Regions from separate parts of the Gossypium hirsutum genome. Here region 1 is linked to region 2. Evidence: chromatin contacts called from public Hi-C data. All regions are on one chromosome and are shown on one strand. Each heading gives the region's core, a stretch centred on a gene start, on an enhancer-like site or on the middle of the called end of the contact. The rest is flanking DNA. Distances are from core to core; before and after follow the strand shown. Region 1 holds the start of LOC107951930 (protein FLX-like 3). Region 2 holds the start of LOC121213786 (cytochrome P450 89A2).

Region 1 (6,865 bases), core at 1,139-3,638, 650 kb after region 2:
ACGAATCAAATTACATACCTTAATCTTCAAATTTCCTAGCCAAACCCTAAAAGCTTTTGTTATTTCTTTTTCTTTGATATTTTCGGCAAGAATAAGATGAACACATTCATCTTTTACTTTTGTTTTACTTAATCATGACTTAATACATAAATTACAAAATTAACCTTAGCTATTTCATTAAAAATTCCACTAATTATTGTCCATACTTGTTCATTCATTAAACCAATGGTCCATTTACAACACAAGGACCTTACCTCTAATAAACCATAGCAATTGAGGTCTTTTAACAAATAGCTAGCCACTTTCACATTTTACGTGATTAAGTCCTTTTTATCAAATCGGCACACAAACGATAAAATTTTTACACCAAACTCTCACAAATATCAATTCACATATTATAATCACAGAAAATAATATTAAAATATTTTTTTGACTTAGATTTGTGGTCCTGAAACTACTATTTCGACTAGGATCTAAATCGGGCTGTTACGGCGCCTTAAAAGTCATATAATTTCATTATTAGGGTATTTTGTGGCTCATAACATGCTTTAAATATTTAGAAATATTCTCAGGGTTAGACATTTTTATTTTTTAGAGAAGAAAAGTGTTAGAGAAGGAGGGAAGCGCACCCAGATGGACGAGCCTTCTCTAACATTTTTCTTCTCTAAAAAATAAAAGTACTTGACCCCTCGAATTTTTCAATAGATTTAAAGTACATTTTGAATATATTCATCGAAGACGCTATCCTGCGATGCATCTTTGATCATGGGAATTTTCTCCTTTACAATCCCACCCTACCCCCACATTTATAAAATGAGTCTTTCACTCCATACTTCATTATCCCTCAAACATCTTCTCCTCCAACCTCTCTATCCATTCACTATACATCATTTCTCAATGTTAAAAATTTCATTCGTTGATAAAATTTGGATAGTTTGAGGTATTCTTGAGTCGTCGGTAATGTGATCCGAGATGAGACCATTACATCTGAAGCCTATCCTGGGGAAGTTAGGTTCTGGGGTGATTTTTCTTTGTACAATCAAGGATGGAAGTCTGTGTAGAGGTCTCAAGTGATGGTCATTATATGGTCATGGATTGGGGTATAACGGGTGAGTCGGTTGACCTTCGTTACGCGACCACGAGCTTAAAATTTTTGGATACCCGGAAATGTTGCGTTATAAATACAATATGGAAATTTGAGGGCATAATCATTAGGAAAAACTATGAGGCTTCCCGCTATAATCGGCGTAATTTTTTTCTCCATTTTTAGGCAGCCAGTACCTTTAACATTTTTTCTTTTCCGAAGGCCAACATCGTCATGGACCTAGGAGGACTTTCAAGTGGGGAGTGGCTGTTGTAGTGCAGTAAAGGTGATGCTCTTTTCGAGGTGACAACGATCGTTGTTATTAAACAAGCCATTAATAACTACAACCACTGTCGCATTGACCCGAGTTTGACATCTACTATGCTAGAACATCTATTTTTCGCCTAAGAACCCTTTTGTGTCCACCTCGGTGTCAGCCTTTGGATAAAAATGGAAGGTTAAAGATATCAACTGCTGGAAATAAAGAAAAAAATTATGTTGATTACATCAAAAATCACTCCATTTTCCCCTATGATTATGACTTCAATTTTACTATATAAGGCATCATTTGCAGGTATCTAAAAAGCTTGAATTTGTGACCGCATAATGACCATCAATTGGCCCCTGGTTATACTCGAGCTTGTTACTACATCATGGCCGCGGACTGAAACCTCCACCTAAACTTCGACCTATGATCTTATTAAGCACTGTCACCCCAAAATCTAATTTCCTCAAGATGAGTTTCTGAGGTAATGGTCCTAGTCCGCCATGACATATATAATGTATGTCTTCTAAGAAGCGTTATCACATCCTCAACCCCTCAAATCTACTTATAAACTTTTGCGATTTCACCATTGAACCCAAACCTTAAACCCTTAAAAATACCTAACCTCATAAACCTAACAAAATTTAAAAACCCTAACCTTGGGAGAGAGAATGGGAAAGCGCGTCTAGTTAGGCGACCTTTCTGTACATGTGGCAGGAAAACGCGTCTAGCTGGGTGAGCTTTCCCGCCAACTGTATAGAAAGCATGACTAGCTGGATGCACTTTCCTTTTCTTTCTAAAAAATGACCTATTTCTTTAAATTAAAGAAATGACCTAAAAAGACAAATAAAAAAATTGTCATATATAGTTAATTTAGCCTACTGGATTATTATTAATTAAATTCAAATTATATATTTTATTATTATTATATTTAAATAAATATATATATTTCATATGTAAGTGTGGGTTTGGATATGTATAACTTACTTTTTATTCCAGCCTGCAGTATTAGTATAATATACCTCTAAATTGTACGTAGTATAACCCACCTCTAAATGAAACTGATTGAATGAAGAGTTAGTGGCGGAAGCGGTCGGTTTAGTTCCGAACGTCCTATAATTTAATTTTAGTGCTATTGCATCCTTGGCCAACAATATTCAGCACACAGCTAAGCCTTCTCTTCGATCTTAAATCTTCAATTTTCATTCATCTACTCCCTATTTTTCCTCTTAACTTTTCTTAGAAGAACATCACCTGCAAAAAAAAAAAAAAATGCTTTTCTGATATTTCAACCAAGTCCCATCTCACAAACCCTAGTTTATCATTCATATCCTTGCCCGAAGGTTTGAATCAACGCCTATTTTTTTATTCTTTTTTAATTTGATTACTATTTCATGAATATTGAAAACCGAAACTTCAGCCTCAGATTCTCGGATAACTTTTTGCCTGATTACCTGGGTTTTTTTCGCAGGCAAAACAGTGTAAAAGAGGAGCACAAAAGTAGAAAATCTTCCTCAATCTAATCATTAGTAGCCGAATCTGCTCTGGTCAGCAGAGGAATTTAAACTTTTTAACTATTTGCTTTGGGAATTTCGGTTTTATTTGGTAATTTATGTGAATTTTTGGATTTGATTTTCCTTGTATTTTTTTTGGGTGCATGTGTATTTATGTTATATATTTTGATGCAAAAGTTGATAAAAGAGAAGCTAATATGGAATTGGAAATGGATGAATGCAAATTCCAAGTTGGTTTAAGTGGAATAAGGTTTTAAGTGTTTTTAATGTGCGTATTTGATGCAAAATTTAGGGTTTTCAGTGTTTTTTTGGAATGGATAGGCCCAATCAACAACAATGGCAGCTTGGTTGTTGAATGTCTGCTATATGTCACAGAACAGTGACATGTAGTTTGATACGATGTTAGGTAGTTGGAAGGAAAAAGAGAAGAGAAAGACCAGAAATAGGAAAGAATTTAGAGGAAGAAAAAGCTATTCTTCATTCATAATGAGCTCATTACATCACTGTCCTATATGAGCACACGTTAGATGATGTCGTATCTGAATTTCCAAATAGAAGGGAGCAAGGACAATGCGTCATTTGGCAAGTAACAGGTGGAGGACAATGTGTCATTTGGCAAGTAACAGCTGGACTAACTAATTATAATTTGCTACTTCAGACCTCGTAACAGTTGTATTCTCTTGTCGTTTTCTTCTATTTCTAGTTCTGTGTTTCCCAGCGCCCTTGGCAATTCTGTTGTCCTTTCTTCCTGTGTGCTCCACTCATTGCCCTGCTAGTAGTTGCAGCCATCAATTTTATCGCATCATTAGAGTTTGAACATGATGTTGAGTATGTTTTGTTATGGGAAATTAAGGTTGAATTAGGGGATCTGATGGTTCAGAAAAGGTTTGTAATTCACACTCTTAATTGAAACTTAGGGAAGTGGATAAAGTTCTGGACTTTGTTGCTTCTGTTTCCTGGTAGTATGTATGATTCATCTTAGTTCTGCTCAATGGTTTTATGCGTGATTCAGTTGAGCTGCATCTTTTATCATCTGGGTACTAATTATGGAAGATCTTTTTGATCCAGTTGCCACTTATGTGTGGCTACTGTCACATAATTTTACTAAGACTCTGATCAGCAGGTTCTGTATGAACTTTTCGAGTATATGATTCTGTCATCAGTACCGTATTCATAATAATTGACTATAAAGTGCTTCTAGTATTCATAAAAGCTGACTTAAAAATTATTCTGTTCTGTTACATTTTCCCAAAATAGTTTAAAATGGCTGGGAGAAACCGCGTTCCTCGTGAAGCCTTCAATGACCGGCGTGGATTCCCCCCGAGAGGCCGTTCTTTCGTGGTCCTCCTCTGCCACAGCCACCTCATCCTGCGTTGTTGGAGGAAGAACTTGAAATGCAGCATGCTGAAATTCGAAAGCTTTTGACTGATAACCACAGGCTGGTAGAAGATCGAATGGCTATACAACAAGAGCTTGTGGCTGCAAAGGAGGAAATTCATCGTTTGAATCTTGTCATTGGTGAAATTCGTGCAGAACAGGAACTGCATTCAAGGGGACTTATTGAAAAAGGCTTGAAACTGGAGGCAGATCTTCGTGCAACTGAGCCACTGAAAAAAGAGGCTATGCAACTCCGCTCAGAAGTTCAGAAACTGAATAACGTTAATCAGGATCTAACTGGCCAGGTTCAGACTCTCAAGAAGGATATTACTCGGCTGCAAGCTGATAATCAGCAGATTCCTATTCTCAGAGCAGAAGTTGATGGCTTGCACCAGGAGTTGATGCGTGCAAGGTATGTGGCTGAATCATTTTTACCCTTCTATTTTGAATTCTTTAAAAGAATAAGAGAACTTCTTTTCCATTGAGCATTTAGTTTGCAGCATCACTCATTATCTATCCGATCATATATTCAAATGCAAACTTCAAATTTTATTTCATAGGACTGCTATTGATTATGAAAAAAAGGCAAACATTGAGCTGATGGAACAGAGACAAGCAATGGAGAAGAACATGGTCTCCATGGCACGTGAAGTTGAAAAGCTACGTGCAGAACTTTCTAGTGTGGATGCTAGACCATGGGCTGCAGGTTTGACCCATCTCTCTTTTGTCTATCTGGTCGAGGTTTCTTTTTCAAACTTGAGTAGCATGATGGTGGTCGTTAAATGTGCTTGATTTTAATTAGTTTTCAGTCCTTTGGCTCAGTCCATGTTCCACACCTTTTTGCATCCTGGATTTCTCTTTTTCCTGTCGCTATTCTGATAGGATTTTGACCCTTTCCTACCAAGCCCAATTGTACATGATGGATTATATCTGTGAGAAAAGTTCTCAAGTGTTAATTGGTCCTTCATATCTTTCTGGGGATCCAATGGATGGTTTACTACACAAACATAGGTCCTCACTCATCTCGTAAATGCTCAACCTCCAGCCTCCTCTCTTCTTTTCGATCCTGAAGTTCTGTAGGTGGGACCTTAAAAGTGAAAAGTCTGAAGTTCAAATGGCTGGGTTCTCTTGTAGACACCATTTAACCTGCATTGATGTTACCTGGATTTTGTCATGGTTGATTCTATAGAAACTATGTTCCCTCCTCCCTTGTTCTCTCCTTGTCTAGAGTTGATAAAATAATGTATTAGTTTATATCGACTCTGGAGATCATTTATTTAAAGTTGCTTCTAATCTCAGTTGCTTAATGAATGATTGCTCCAGGTGCACCGTATGGGATGAAATTCAACAGTTCAGAGGGCGCTTTTCCAGCTTCATATGAAGGATATGGGGCTCATCTGGTATTTGTGCTCATCTACTTGTTTGGTTTTTTTTGTTTGACCATAAAGCTATTAAATTAGGATTGTGATTTTTTCGATTAAATTTTCTCGTTACTTAACAGGGTGCTGCTGACAAGGGTCCTTTTTACGGACCTGGCCGTGCTTCTTGGGAGAAGCCACGCATGAATCGTCGCTAGGAAAGTTATTACTTGATGGAAGAAGGCTGACATTGTTACTTCACTATGAAGTTCAAAATATTGATCAGCATGGAGTTCATCTATGCATGCATGCCGCATCAGTAATATTTATCTTTATAACTTGTTAGTCATCTTGAACTTCTTACATGAGATTCCGTGTTACTTTATGGTAATTGGTAGAGGAGGTGGTACCCCCTTATATATAGACAAGTTCGTAATATGATAATTTGGACTGCTATTGGATCCAATTCTTCATTGCTTCATTGCCAGTTTTCTTTTTCTTTTATCTTTTGGTTGTTTGTTTCTAGATAATTTACTAGCATTGTTGGTTGATTATAACTGTTATTACTTTCAGTTTTAGTGCTGGCCCCTGAATAGGGTAGTTGTCTGGGGGGTGCTTGAAATATATGGCGCTTATGAATGAAGCTTTTGCTTCCAACGTAGAACTTGCAAGTTAATTGACATGGTATGGTTTTTATTGATTTGGAAAAATTCCTGGAACTATTTTTGTGAAATAGTATATTTTAGAAGGATGCAATGAAGTTATGCCTAGCTGTAGCAAGGTAATGGAATGTTGAATGGCACTCAGATTCTACATTTTAGTTTTGGTTAATGATTTTAGTTAGTAGGTCTTCTTGTGCAGCACTTGACTATCTGTGTATTTTGTTGAGGGTATGTTTTTCTTAAAAATTGAAGCATTGGAATTGGATATTGTTAATCTTGAGTGCACTATGGAAGATAAATAGGGTATAATGTTCTCATGGTAGATGGGGATCTAATCATTTTGAGCATTTACTCTCGGAAGCAGAAATTGATGTGGAGGATATGATTCAACTTGCTTCTGAGGGGTCACTTTATGGACTGTTCAGAGTTGCTCTGTTAAACTTTGAATGCATATTATTCATTCTGAGCTGAATTGAAACCTTGTACCCCTGCGGAATCCGATGTGCAGTTTTGGAATATCCTTAGGAGGTTGAGTTGCGTGTTTTCCACGAATAAAAATTTCTAAGAATGAATTGTTATTTATTAATTGATATGATATGGATGTT
Region 2 (7,649 bases), core at 2,709-5,208:
TTTTAGCACGTGCCCAATATTTAATTTCAAATGCTTGAATAAGAAACTGATAACTTTGAAATTCATAAACTAACCTTCTCTTTGGTTTGTTGATCTAAAGCTAGTCAGATATCCTCGAGCTCGGTTGGTATTTCGTTGTGTCTCGCACAGTTGTTTCCTTTATTAAAATAATATGTTAATTCAAAATTACAACAATGAAAAATTAAAACGATAATAATATTATCAAATGAATTTTACCATATTACAAGTGAGAATTCATAAAGGGGTCCACTCGAGGGGCATAAAAATGGTAGTCGATATCATGCCCACGATTAAAAAAGGAGCATGCAACAACTGATTTTAACTTTTTTGGTTTCATCGCTTGACACATTTCTCGATACAATGTCGACAGCATTGCTGATCCCCAACTAAGTCGCCCCGCTTCTTTCAAGTTGGCTAGTAGTAGTAGCCACTTTAAATGTACCAGATTTCAAGATTTATTTGGCATAAAGTAGACCCCTAATCAACCTTAAGATGAATGCGCGCGCGGGTTGTTCTTTTCAACGTTACTCGCGAAATGCTCGATAGTTTTGAACTTGTCCTCCAACCATCTCATCTCAATCCGACTACCCCTAAACTTGTTCGACACTTTCTCTAGTAGTTTCTCGCATGTTGCACTACAACCGACACTAAGCATTAACCCCGTAACGACTTCCCCATCGATCAGTAGACAGAGTTGTAAACTAACTTCTTTGAGTGTAATTGTACACTTATCACAGGGAAGATGGAATGTGTGTGTCTCTAGACTCCATCTTTTGACCAAACCATTAATAGGTAGCGAATCCAATTTAGTCCCCTCAAGCATGTGAGCCACGTAAAAAAATCCTGCATCTCGCAAATGATCATAAATGACCTCCGATGTAGCTTCACTTAAATTGTTTATGTACGTCTCCGAAATCCGATCTTCGGCTTGAGTATATAAACATAAAAAATTAATAATGTTAACAACATAATAATTAATTATTTAAAATTAAATAATTTAATAATATTTTCTTACTATTTGTAATTGAAAGCCAGATATATGCTTGTCATCTAGACAAATAAACTGATTTGCCATTTTACAAATTATAAGGAATAAAATAAAATCGAAAAGAATAAGATTTAGAGAAAGATTTAAAAAAATAATTGAGAAATGAGAAATGGGGATTGAGTTAATAAGAATGAAATTTAGAGATGTTTATATTGGAAAAAATTATGACTAATGGGCCCTTGTAATTATTGAAAAAGTTACCATTGAAATAGTTATCATTAAAAGGAAAATGTATATTATAGGATGCGTTTTTCTTATTCTTTCAAAAAACAATAAAAATCGGTAAATTAAAAAAAAAAGCATACTTCCTCAATTTTTTTTATATTCAGCATATTTCTAAAAATAAGCTAATGAATTATTTTGATAGGAAAATCCTTTTCAGTATTTTAAAAGCAATGAAAGTAATTTCGTTTGTTTGTTGACAATCCACAACCACAAAATAAACAAAGATGGAAGATAGGCAGCCTTATAAACTCAAACACTATTTTCTCTTTCGTCTACTCCGTCACTCTACTATACCCAAATGGAATCTTGGTTCTTCATCCTCCTCGTCGCTTTCTCCATTTCCATTATTCTCAAAGCCTTCTTCAACCTCTTCTCTCCTCCCAAAAAGCTTACCCACACTCTCCCTCCAGGCCCTTCCACTTTCCCTATCATTGGCAACTTCTTATTTCTCCGCAAATCTTTCTTCGAAATCGAGCCAATACTCCGCAACCTTCGCAAAAAGTATGGTTCCATGGTCACTCTCCACATTGGTCCTCGCCCCTCCATCTTTGTCTCCGATCGTTCCCTTGCTCACCAGGCGTTAGTCCAAAGCGGTTCACTGTTTTCCGACCGCCCCAAAGCTCTTCCTATTAGCAAAATCATGAGTAGCAACCAACACAACATCAGCTCCGCCCCGTATGGACCGAACTGGCGGGTTTTGCGGCGGAACCTGACATCAGAAATTCTCCATCCTTCGCGTATCAAGTCGTATTCTCATGCACGTAAATGGGTTTTGGACATTCTTTTTGATATTTTGCAATCAAAGGCTAAAACCGGAGAACCAGTTCAGGTTTTAACTCATTTTCAATATGCTATGTTTTGTTTACTGGTTTTAATGTGCTTTGGTGACAAGCTTAGTCAGGAGCAGATAAAAAAGATCGAGGATGTTGTGCGAAGAGGGCTGCTGGGGTTGGAAAGGTTCAATATACTTAACTTTTGGCCTAAGGTGACCAAGGTTTTGCTTCGTAAGCGATGGCAGGAGTTTTTTCAGCGACGTAAAGATCAAGAGGATGTGCTGATACCATTGATAAGAGCAAGAAAGAAAGCTAAAGAGGAGAAATTGAGTGATAAGAAAAGCGATGATTATGTTTTGGCATACGTTGATACTTTATTGGATTTGGAGTTACCAGAAGAGAAAAGGAAACTTACTGAAGGAGAAATTTTTAGTTTGGCCTCTGAATTCCTTAATGCTGGTACTGATACTACCTCCACTGCTTTGCAATGGGTTATGGCAAATTTGGTGAAATACCCTCATATTCAAGATAAGTTATTTCTTGAAATTAAAGGGGTTGTGGGAGATGGAGAGGAAATCAAAGAAGATGATTTACAAAAGATGCCTTATCTGAAAGCAGTGATATTGGAAGGGCTAAGAAGGCACCCACCAGGGCATTTTGTGCTTCCTCATTGTGTGACAGAAGACACTGTGCTGGGAGACTATTTGGTTCCCAAGAATGGAACTATCAATTTCATGGTGGCAGAGATGGGGTGGGATCCAAAGGTGTGGGAGGATCCCATGGCATTTAAGCCAGAGAGGTTCATGAGAAATGAACAAATGTTTGATATAACAGGGAGTAGGGAAATCAAGATGATGCCTTTCGGTGTTGGCAGAAGAATTTGTCCTGGATTTGGCTTAGCCCTTCTTCATCTGGAGTATTTTGTGGCAAATTTGATCTGGAAATTTGAATGGAAGGCAATGGATGGAGATGAGATCAGCTTGGAAGAGAAGCAAGAGTTCACAGTGGTGATGAAGACTCCATTGATGGCCCACATTTCACCAAGGAAAGAGATAAGGTCTTGATGTTTCTATACTTAAATTTAGAAATGAGGTACATATAGTGATGTATGCGTGTTCCGTATCTTTCTCAGACACGATTCTCTATGTTAATATCTTTTCACTTCAATGAATCCAGCTTATTATTATTATATGGAATAATAGCTTACACGTACAACTTTCCATTGCTGGCCGGGTCCGTTATTGATAAAATTTTAAATCTATTTTATAAATTAAATTGAAAAATAGATTTAAAATTTTACTTAAATTTAGTTCGAATAAAAATATTAAAGTTTAGATTTGATTTAGTCTGTTTGAATTAATTTTTTATATTATTTTTATAAAAATATAATACATTAAAAATATTAAAATAAATATCTTTTTAATAAATTAAAAATATATTTAAAATTTTTTATACTTAAATAATATTAATATAGGTGTAACTTAATAAATAAATACTTTTAAAATAGTAATAAAATTAACAATAAAATAAAAATTATACGATATCTAAACAACAGTAAAATAGTAACAATAATAGTTAAATTATAGCAAAACAATGAGAAAATATTAAAAAAACAAGAAGAAAATAACAAATACTTTTTCTTTTAAAAACTCAGGTTGAACTCAGGCAAAAAAAACTTACGCGAAGCTCGACCTGTTTTCTAAACTAGTCTTATCCTTTTTACTCAAGTCTATATTTTAAACTTATATTTTTATTCAAAACTTTTTATTTTTCAAACCGATCCCGACCATGTATTTTACTTAATGGAAAATAAGGTAATTCGTATTTACGATTTACTACTAGGGTTAGTCATTGTTATCGTCGCTTTGTGCAAAGTGGCGGAGGTCATGTGTCGCTCTCTATGCTGTCGTTAAAATAAAAGCCTCCCGAACGCATTTACATCATTTGACTGATTGCCAAACTAATTTCCGCATTTAATTATATATTTTTTTTATACTTAACCACAATATATTTTTACACCCCTAAAATATACTTTCTCTGTCATATTGATTTTTAGTGATCATCTTTTTTAAATTAATAATAGATTTATTAAAATATAAATAAAAAATAAAACACAAAGTCCAAAAACAAATAATAGAACAAAACAGAAGATAAGGCCCAAAATTTAAAAAATGGCACAGATTAAAAGAAATATTAGAAAAGAAAATAAATTAGGAATAGTCTAGAAGCTCATAATTATCATCGTTATTTTGCCCAATCAGAGAATTCTGATGTCCGTCTTGTCTATCAATCTGCCATTTCTTCTTAATGACGGTTTCAGATTTCCAAGGAAAGCTTTTATCACCTAAACCATTGATCTACTCGTTTCCAACTTTCCTTTATTCCTCTTCTTTTCCATCCAGTTTCAATCTGATTCTCGCACTCTATCATATTCTTTCTGACTTTCAGCATATCCAGGGACACTCTCAAACAGGTATATCTCCTCCTTCTTCTTCAACGATTCAGTTGCTAATGTATGGGCTAAACCGTTTGCTGTTCTTGGGATATATTCAAACCTGAAGTTTCTAGATTTAGACGTTATCTATTGAATATCATGTATATATGCTCCTACATGTGATTTATCTTGTATTTTTGCCTTGCACTTTTTGATTATTGATAATAAGTCGCCTTCTATAATGATCTTTGGCTATTGCATGTCTATTCCTATTTGGGCTACTTTGCGGTAAGTGAGTGCCTCAGCAACGAAGGCTGAGGCCACTTCTTGATGAATCACTGAGCACACTAGAAGAACATTCTTTTCGCTATTTCTGGCCACAATCCCCGAAGCCGATTGACAAAGTCGCCCATCGTATGCTCTATCAAAATTGATTTTTACTGACTGACCAGGTGGGTACTTCCATTTTCTAACTTCCTGTGAAATTTTAGGGGTTCTTTTTTCAACCCCATTTAGTTCTGTGTTATAACTGTTGGTAAAGCTCGCTATTTCTTTCCCAGTTCTGCTTACTTTCTCATGCATTCTAGCATTCTTTTCTCCCCAGATTGCCTACAGTGCACAGCAAAATAATCTACATTGGGAAGAAGTGTTCTGAGCAAAAACCCAGGTGAGCCACTGATAGGAGAAAGGGTTAGCAGTCAGTTAGTTAGCTAGTTACTAATAGTTTGTTAGTACGTCCTTCCATCTTGTATTAAATACCTGCATGATTCACTAATGAAAGTAAGTCAGTTTATTGAGGTTTTCACTCCCATGTGTTAATATCTTGACATGGTATCAAGAGCCATAATTTTTTTTTGTTCTCTTCTTGATTTCATTTGTTCATGGCTACTGACGATTCTCCTCCTAGTGATACACCGCGGCATTCTTCCAACACTGAAGGAGTGTTTCCTTCCCAAAGTCAGAGCAATGTTTCTTTATGTTCAGTATTTCTCTAAGCATGATACAGTCAAACTCAGTGAACGCAACTACCTACTGTGGAAGCATCAAATATTGTTGATTCTTGAGGGTTATGAAGTTGATGGGTTTGTTCTTGGTACAGTTACCAGTCCGCCTTTTGTTCTTCCTGGACCTAATAGACAGGTTGTTTCTAATCTTTTATTTTTTCTTCATAAGAAGCAGGACAAATTCCTGGCTTCCTGGCTTCTTTCTACAGTAACCGATGATGTCTTGATGCATCTCACGATGGCCAAAGCAAGTTTTGAAATCTGGACAGCTATTGAACGACGATTTGGTGCTAAATCTACAGTCAAGATCTCTAGCATGCGGCATGCTTTGTATTCCATCGAGAAAGAAAATCTTTCAGTAAAAGATTATTTGGCCAAAGTAAAGAGCTTAAGTGACAGTCTAGTTGCTGCTGGAAGTCCTGTACCTGAGCAAGAGCAGGTCAGTATTGTTCTCGCTATGGAATATGAATCTATTCGCATCCTAGCCTCGACTACTCCTATGTCAGTAGATCTCTTAACTGAACTGTTACTTGATTGTGAGACACGACAACTGGATAGTTTAACAGAGGTACCTCCGCAAGCAAATATGGTGTCTCATAAAAAACAAAGTGGTATTGAAAGTTCGAAGCATACCGAATCTTTAGGGACTTATCAACAGGAATATAAACCAAGTTATGGAGGGCATGGTCATGGTTGGTCTCGAACCAGGGGCCATACGAATGGTCGTGGTTGGTCTCGTTCCTGGCCCCAATGCCAATTATTTGGGAAAATTGGACATTTAGTCTAGACTTGCTATCACAGATTTGATGAAAACTATTTTGGTGTTAACTTTAGTCAGACTGTTTCTGTCAACTATCATCAAGTTGGAGATTAAGGCGCATCTTCTTGTTCTCATGGGTGTAGTTCTTGTTATCAGCCACCGTCATCGTGTTCTCATCAGCCTTCACGGACCTCATTTGCTGATAATACTAACCAAGTATGGTATCCAGATTTTGGCGTGACAAACCATGTTACTCCAAATGTGACTGCTTTCACAAATGTTGTTCCTTATACAGGTATGAAATATGTGTCGATGGGGAATGGTGTTTCAGTTCCTATTTCTAATGTTGGAAACACTAGTATGTTGGCTGGGTCTAGACTTTTGCGCCTACGAACTGTTCTTCATGTACCAACTGTATGCAAGAGTTTAATGTCTGTTGGGCAGTTTATAAGAGATAATGATTTACTTTGAATTTCATCCTTTCTTGTGTTTTGTGAAGGATATACAGACAAGGAAAACCCTCCTAGTGGGCTGTATACATAACGGTCTATATCAGTTCAATTTTTTTGGCTCATCTTCTCGTACAGATGGTACATCCTCATAGCCAGTCTCAGCGAATCTGTGTATAGCACAACAATTATCACTCCTGGAGTTGTGGAATCAAAGATTTGGACATCCTTGCTCGAGTGTCCTTAGAGTTGCTTTACAAGATTGTAATATTCAGTTCAATAAAAATAGTATTACTTCTGTTTGTTCAGCTTGTCAATTAGGCAAAGCTCATAAGTTGCCTTTCAGCTCCTCTCGAATAGTGTATTCTTCACCTTTTGAACTAGTAACAACTGATGTTTGGGGTCCTTCACATGTTAAGTCCAATGGATTTCTTTACTATGTCTCCTTTGTGGATGTGTATAGCAGATGCACTTGGGTTTATTTTCTCAAGTCCAAAGCTAAGGTTTTTTTAATGCTTTCTTCTGTTTAATCAAATGGTTCGTGTTCAATTTGGTTACTCCATCAAAGTTTTTCAATCTGATGGCGGTAGGGAGTATCGATCGCTCTCAAAGGAGCTTGCTCGCCTTGGTATTCAGCACCGGGTAACTTGCCCTCACACCTCAGAGCAGAATGGGGTGGCTGAAAGGAAGCATCGGCAAAATTGTAGATGTGGGGTTAACTCTCTTAGCTCAGGCAGGCTTACCTCTAGAGTTCTGGTATTATGCTTTTTCCTATGGTGTACACTTGATTAACAGGCTACCAACACCTGTTTTACACAACCAAAGTCCTTATGAGATGTTGTATCAAGTTAGGCCATCCTATTCGTACCTCAGGGTTTTTGGATGTGCTTGTTATCCCTGTTTGAGGCGCTATCATCGACATAAGCTGGAGTTTC

Evidence for each region. A called contact is a pair of places that touch in the nucleus more often than the background predicts.
Region 1: a contact with region 2 is called in a Hi-C map of leaf, with 2.1 times the contacts expected there. The contact joins the promoter of LOC107951930 here to the enhancer-like site in region 2. A contact is called at or near these places in 2 of 34 Hi-C or Micro-C datasets (hypocotyl and leaf).

The regions. Positions count from the first base shown.
Region 1 is chrA02:82,329,696-82,336,560 of Gossypium_hirsutum_v2.1, forward strand. LOC107951930 (protein FLX-like 3) reads left to right here and starts at 2,389. Exons shown (of 7, transcript XM_016887114.2): 1 at 2,389-2,692; 2 at 2,821-2,896; 3 at 4,121-4,172; 4 at 4,175-4,652; 5 at 4,801-4,946; 6 at 5,564-5,640; 7 at 5,742-6,079. The coding sequence starts at 4,127. The coding sequence ends at 5,816.
Region 2 is chrA02:81,678,128-81,685,776 of Gossypium_hirsutum_v2.1, forward strand. It overlaps LOC121213786 (cytochrome P450 89A2), which reads left to right and starts at 1,311. Exons shown (of 1, transcript XM_041086889.1): 1 at 1,311-3,256. The coding sequence starts at 1,593. The coding sequence ends at 3,131. Within about 2 kb of position 3,959, at least 7 of the 9 cell types and tissues checked have an H3K27ac peak or open chromatin away from gene starts, as enhancers often do. A contact at or near this core is called in leaf, where this site is marked.